Regions from separate parts of the Zea mays genome. Here region 2 is linked to region 1. The links are chromatin contacts, called in public Hi-C maps. All regions are on one chromosome and are shown on one strand. The core of a region is the stretch at or near the end of the contact, and the rest is flanking DNA. Distances in the headings are between cores, read along the strand shown. Region 1 holds the start of LOC103627496. Region 2 has its middle 45 kb from the start of LOC103627498.

Region 1 (2,949 bases), core at 280-2,779:
ATCGCCCGCCACATGTCGAGCACGGCGTGGCAGAGCTCCAGGAGCTGGCGCGCGAGGTGGGCGTCGCGGAGCTGGGAGATGGCGGAGGAGGTCGCGTCCACGGACTGGGAGGCCGTCTCCAGCTGCCCGCGCGCCCTGTCCCACGCCGCCTTGAGCTTCTGGATGTCGACGTCGATCTTCCGGCTGTACTCCTGGTCCCGCAGCTCAGCGAGCTTCTTGTCGTGCCTTATTTGCGATTTCTCTCTGGCCTGCGTGTGGTAACATCACGTTATTCCAGCGGTAACATCTAATCATGACAGCGGTAACACAAACTATATACCATCGTGACTGCTTTTAGCAATTAGGTATATATATGTTGTCTCTTGTCAGTGTCTTTAATTTTGTTCGATCACCTTGACTTCCTTGTAGAGCTTCTTCTCCCATGCCAGGAGCTGCTGCAAGGTGGCGCTGTGCCTCTGCCGGCTGCTCATGCTGTCGATGCGGTCGAGCGTTGGCGCCGAAAGGCAGCAGAGCGCGCCCAAGAAGCTGTGTGAGGCTGAGGCACCTGCGAGCAAATTCAGCTGGCCAGTCAGTGAGACATCACACACCACACGCGTCTTCTCATCTCATTGGCCAGTCAGTGTGTATTGTGAGTCTGTGACGCCGCGGCGGCTTACCGTTGAACTCGGTGGTACTGGCCTCAAACAGGGCCGACACCGTGTCTCCGGCGACGCTGGCCTTGACAAAGTACTCCTCCAGCCCCGCCGCGACCTCCGCGAGGCTCCGGTGCCTCACCACCATCCTCGTCTCCTCAAAAACAGCGCCGACGTCAGCAGGAACGGCGCCGCCCCGCCGCGCCTCGGGCTGCGGTTGTTGGTCGATGGCGCGGAGCAACGGCGGAGGCGAGGACGGGACGACGACCGGGCGGTGCGCGATCACGGCGGGCGGGGTGTGGTCGGACACCGGGAGCGGCTCGCCGACCGCGAAGCGCGTGAGCGCGGACGCGACGACGCCGAGCGACCGGAGGTACGCGGCGTGCGAGGCCGCGAGGTGCCGCCGCAGGCGCACGGCCTCCCGCGCGAGCCGCCGCCGCTCCCGGCACCGCTTCGTGTGCTCGCGCGCCGCCGCGCGGGCAGCGTCCCCTTCCCGCGACGAGGCAGCTCCCATTCTCGCTTCGAGACTAATAAGTCGCAAACTTCAAGCTAGGTAGCTAGCGACGACCTAGCGTATGTAGGTAGGGAGGGTCGCGGCTGGAGCTGGATTGCGAGGCGAGCAGTGGAGATAGAGAAGTTGCCTGCGCGCCGAGCTGGTTTAGGAGGGTTTAGTAGCATTCGAGGGAGTGATACGTACTTATTATCGGCGTCGATCATCTTGATGGCGCGTTTGCTATGAACACGCCCCGAAGAGGGTAGAAAGGAGGACGTGGAAGAGGAGAAAGGCGATTGACGGGATCAGCGAAGACGGGAGGTGGTGGGAAAAGGGAGGAGCATCGCATCGGACGTATTCAGATGGAGGTTACGCGTATCCCAAATCCATCCGCGTACTCTCTGCTGCTTTGCTGAGCGTCAAGTGTACAGCTGCATGAGCTGTGTGTTGCGGTGTGGATGATGTTGTAAGCTGCCGACTCGTGTCAGTACGCGCGAGCACTCTGTGCAAGTAAAAGCTGTACGTATGGTCTCCTTACAAAAAAAAAGTTGTACTGTATGATATAACATTGTAAACAGTTCATTATCACCGTCAAAATTGATCACCACTCCTATGGGCTAAGGCCTAAGGCTGGCTCGATAAACCGTTCTGTACTCTAAATTTAGGATTCAGAGTGGTACTCTAGGTGCCCAGCAAGGCACTCTAAATAACACTCTAAATTTTAGAGGATGCCACACGCACTCTAGATGTAGAGACTTCCAAGCGTCTGCTATCCGGGCGAGGGTTCGGGCTCCCGTGGTGGTGAAAAATCCGGACGCTCTGTTGTCCCGTCGCTGGCGACTTTGATCCATCTCGGCGAGGGGGCCTCGCGGCGCGGCTCGTCGGCGGAGCCGGCCAAGCTGGGCTCCAAGAGGCCGTGCGCGAGCGGGTCCAGCGGCGGACCGCTTTCGATGGCTGGAGGCAAGGAGGTGGCCGGCGATGAGACAAAGATCCAAGACTCGGGTGCAACCGTCGGTGTTCGTCGACGTCGAACCGCCATCGCGAAGAGGCTGAGAAGATCCACGGCGCCGACGAAGGAAGGTGCGGAGAAACGCAAGCGCAACTCCTCGCTGCCATCGACATCGTCTTCCATTCGGTCGGGTGCTCCAGATCCAAAGAGAACAAGGTACAAAGCTTCGGTTGTCAACATTGCAGATCCATTCTCCTTTGTATGGTTCTCGTACTTCATATGCTGCAAATCGTCCAGATCTAGGGTTTAGGGTTCAGGCAACATTCAATCGATGGTTCTAGGATTCCTTGACCCCTAGGTTTTCTGTTGATAATTGATGTTGAAATTAAGAAAATTGCATTCTGCTAGAAGCTTTGTTGTTGTAGGAATCAATGTGTATTCAAAAATACATGGCGAGTGGTATTTGACACACTGAATCATGGCCACTAGTGATAACACCAGTTGTTTGGCACAACAATATTGAGTAATCTTCATCAATATTTGAACTGCCTATTGCCAATAGTAGCTGGTTCCGAGTATATTTACCATCAATTTAGCAACTAGGCCACGGTATACATAAAATTTTCAGGTACGTATATTAACAGAACCATATGTTTTATGTAGACCATGGATTCAGAGAACACAAAGCTCCGAAGAGCACTCGCTCATTTAATCAAAGTAGTGGAGCAGCGTTGTGCCGACATCGTCGATGTCGTCCACGGTGCCTTCCAACCAGTTAGCACACCAATCCTCAATGAAATGAATCGTGCTTTAGTTCAGATCGAGGACCTCGCGAAGGACCTTGATCACCTTGCACTGGAAAAAAGACTGGGAGA
Region 2 (2,949 bases), core at 188-2,687, 130 kb after region 1:
CGACATCACGTGAGAAACCAATAGAGACACACCTATGACTCTCCTTTGTTGGATTGGAAAAAAAAAACAGAGAGAGAAATTCTTTCCATGCACAGCACATGCCACTCTCTTCTCTCAGGTAACTGTAGTTAGAGATGGCCAAACGGACCACCCGGTCCGTTTTGGGCCCGGCCCGCCAAACACGGTTAGAAAACCGGGTCGGGATGTCTAGGCACGCGGGCTCGATTTTCTGTCCGAGCCTGGCCTGCAGCGGGTCTAGCACGAAAAAAACGGGTCGAAAAGCGGGCCGATAAACATGTTTTAGTGTAAAAAAGCGGGCTTAACAGGACTAGGGGTAAACGGGCCGTGCCGGGCTAGCCCACCGTGCCTAGTTTCCTGTCCGAGCCCGGCCCGCTTATTCGTGCCGGGCCGGTACGGGCCCGCATAGAACCGGGTCGTGCTGGGCTCGGACCGGACCTAAACAGCGGCCTTCATGCCGGGCTCACGGACATCATGCTTATTGACCATCTATACTGTAGCTGTAGTGTAGCCTTGTCAAGGTGGAATTCCTGGACACCGTTTGAAAGCCATAGGAATATAATTTTTTTTGCCAACGAAAATAAATCCAAGCAATCATGAAAAAAAAATATCACAGATTTCAGAGATGCTCTTGCAGCATTGAAATTCAGCACGGTTAAATGGAAATCAGTCTTAACAATGTTTTGCAGGTACAACCAGACCATCTGTTGCAATTTTTTGATGACGAGTTTTGGTGCATTGCTAATTACTTTATCCTTGTTCAGGTAAGGCTAATGTTACTGTAGATCACTCTGTCCACAAGGGAGCGCTCACAGGAAAAAAAAAGCCTCTAGCATTTTGAATTTTGATATAGCTGTACTGTACCATTTGTTGTTCCTCGCACCTCTATCCACCACCAGTTTTCCTTCATGATCTTACGACAATACCTCCCAAAAAAATCTTATTTTGGAGCTACCCACAAACACCACGTATTCTTCAACGGAGACCATAAAACACCAACCCTAAACCGTCGCAAAGACCGCATAGTGCCACAAAATATAACTCACTCAATCTCTCTCAAGAAATTAGTTGTAAGCTCATGAAATGGAGATAAGCGTAGAGAAAAAATGCATCTCTTCTCTATTTGGAGCTCAATACATGGGCTTCTCTCCCCTAGTTTTCAAAACAATGAGCAAGAGGGGTGAAGAGAAAAGAGAGAAGAAAGGATAAATCCTTCCCCCATTCTCTCGATGAGGAGCAATAGCCCACTCCGGAAATTATAGCCTGGGGTCTCGGAAATTCTGGGCGGCCCAGCCCACCTGCAACCGGTCGGCTCCCTCTCCTTCCGCTCGGAAACCAGTTGCTCCACATAGCCAGACGCCCACACATGCACACGCACCTTCCAATGGTCGGCTGACTACAGCCCATGGCGGCCCAAATATTCGTGCGCGCTGCGGCAACACACGCACCTTGTCAAGCCTGCGCTCTCAGCCGCGTGGGCGTGGCCCACTTGGCCAACAGAAAAGCCTAACGGCATATATATCCATTGACATATCCAGCAACGGTCCAATTCCAATTCGTGCCCTAACAGAGGCGCTTTTTGTTTTTATATTTAATATATTCTATATCTCAATATTATATCTTGGTTTCGAAAAATTACAAATCTGGATGCCTTCCGCCTACTGTCCGATGCACCCATCTAATGCTTCACTGAATACGTCCAGAAAAGTTACACTCAAAGCACTTTGTCGTCTCTTGCCAAGCATACCAAGACTTAAAGAGCATAGTTAGCATTTTTTAGTGTTTTTCATAAATATTTTTTCTTGCTCTCCGAGTGTGTCATTTGACCTATATAATGAAGCGTTTGGTTCGGTGTCAATTAGGGATGGGACGAGATCAACCCTGAGCTGACCCCGTCCCTTATTTTTTGAGGGATGACCTCATCCACCATTTTTGAACAATATTTCTTGACTCTGACTCTGGATCTCCAAAACAAACGTGGGTCAAGTTAAAATGATCTCATCTCATCCCTCTTCGTCCTTCCTCGTCCTTCCATCCAAACACATCCTAAAATGCACATTGTTTCAATACCTCATGACACTGTATGACTCAGATTCCAATTAAACTCTCTATTTAATATTACGACTATCTATATTAAATTTAATGACACATTTTTCCCTTGACCAGCAAAACAAAATATCGTGGCTATACCTTTTATTTGAATACTTCATTATTTTTTATGATTGTCATTCTTGGTCAAACATAGATGTACATCTAACCAAGCTTATTCACAATCCTAAAATTTAGACTTGTCATCGGTTGTCTCGATTATCAAAATCACACATGTAGTTTTTTATCACTCGTGTGGCTTTGTCTTTGGGTCGCCTGACCCTACCAACCCAATCTGACCAGTCCCAAAAAAAAACTTGATCCAATTTGACCCGTCCGAAAAAACCTTACCTAATTGACCTGATCATTACAACGGACGAATATGTGCCATAGTTTTTGATCCGCTATAATCCATGGGCTAGGGCGGGCTATGATGTTTTACTCAAAAGCCGACGCAACCTAAAACCCGACTCGAACCCAAAAACCCTAACACAACCCAAACAAGAACCTGACACGACACATGCTTTAGGGAGTCACGGGCCAACCCAACCCGACTCGACATTAGACATAGGTCGTGCCAAACAACCCATAACTCGAACTTGAGCCAACCCAATACAGCATTAGGCATGGGTCAGGCACAGTCTGTGTCAAACAATTCATGATCCGGCCTTGACCCGACTTGACACTACACTAGACACGAGTCAAAAACGAGTTGTGCTAGACAACCCACAACCTGATCTTGACTTGACCCGATCCGAATTCAACCTAATCCAATGTTTGAACAAGTAAGAATGGGTCGGACTCAATTGATGTTTGAGTGGCAATGTGGCATGTGAGCAAATA

What was found. A called contact is a pair of places that touch in the nucleus more often than the background predicts.
Region 2: a Hi-C map of bundle sheath shows a contact between it and region 1, with 2.8 times the contacts expected there. The contact joins the enhancer-like site here to the promoter of LOC103627496 in region 1. A contact is called at or near these places in 12 of 25 Hi-C or Micro-C datasets (bundle sheath, ear, endosperm and 5 more) and 1 of 3 datasets of contacts at active chromatin or transcription factors (seedling).

What each region holds. Positions count from the first base shown.
Region 1 is chr5:195,467,514-195,470,462 of Zm-B73-REFERENCE-NAM-5.0, forward strand. LOC103627496 reads right to left here and starts at 1,530. Exons shown (of 3, transcript XM_008647784.4): 1 at 657-1,530; 2 at 393-544; 3 at 1-248. The coding sequence starts at 1,146.
Region 2 is chr5:195,595,499-195,598,447 of Zm-B73-REFERENCE-NAM-5.0, forward strand. No RefSeq gene overlaps it. Among protein-coding and RNA genes, the nearest start is that of LOC103627498, 45 kb to the left of the region's middle. Within about 2 kb of position 1,438, at least 17 of the 20 cell types and tissues checked have an H3K27ac peak or open chromatin away from gene starts, as enhancers often do. A contact at or near this core is called in bundle sheath, ear, endosperm and 4 more, where this site is marked.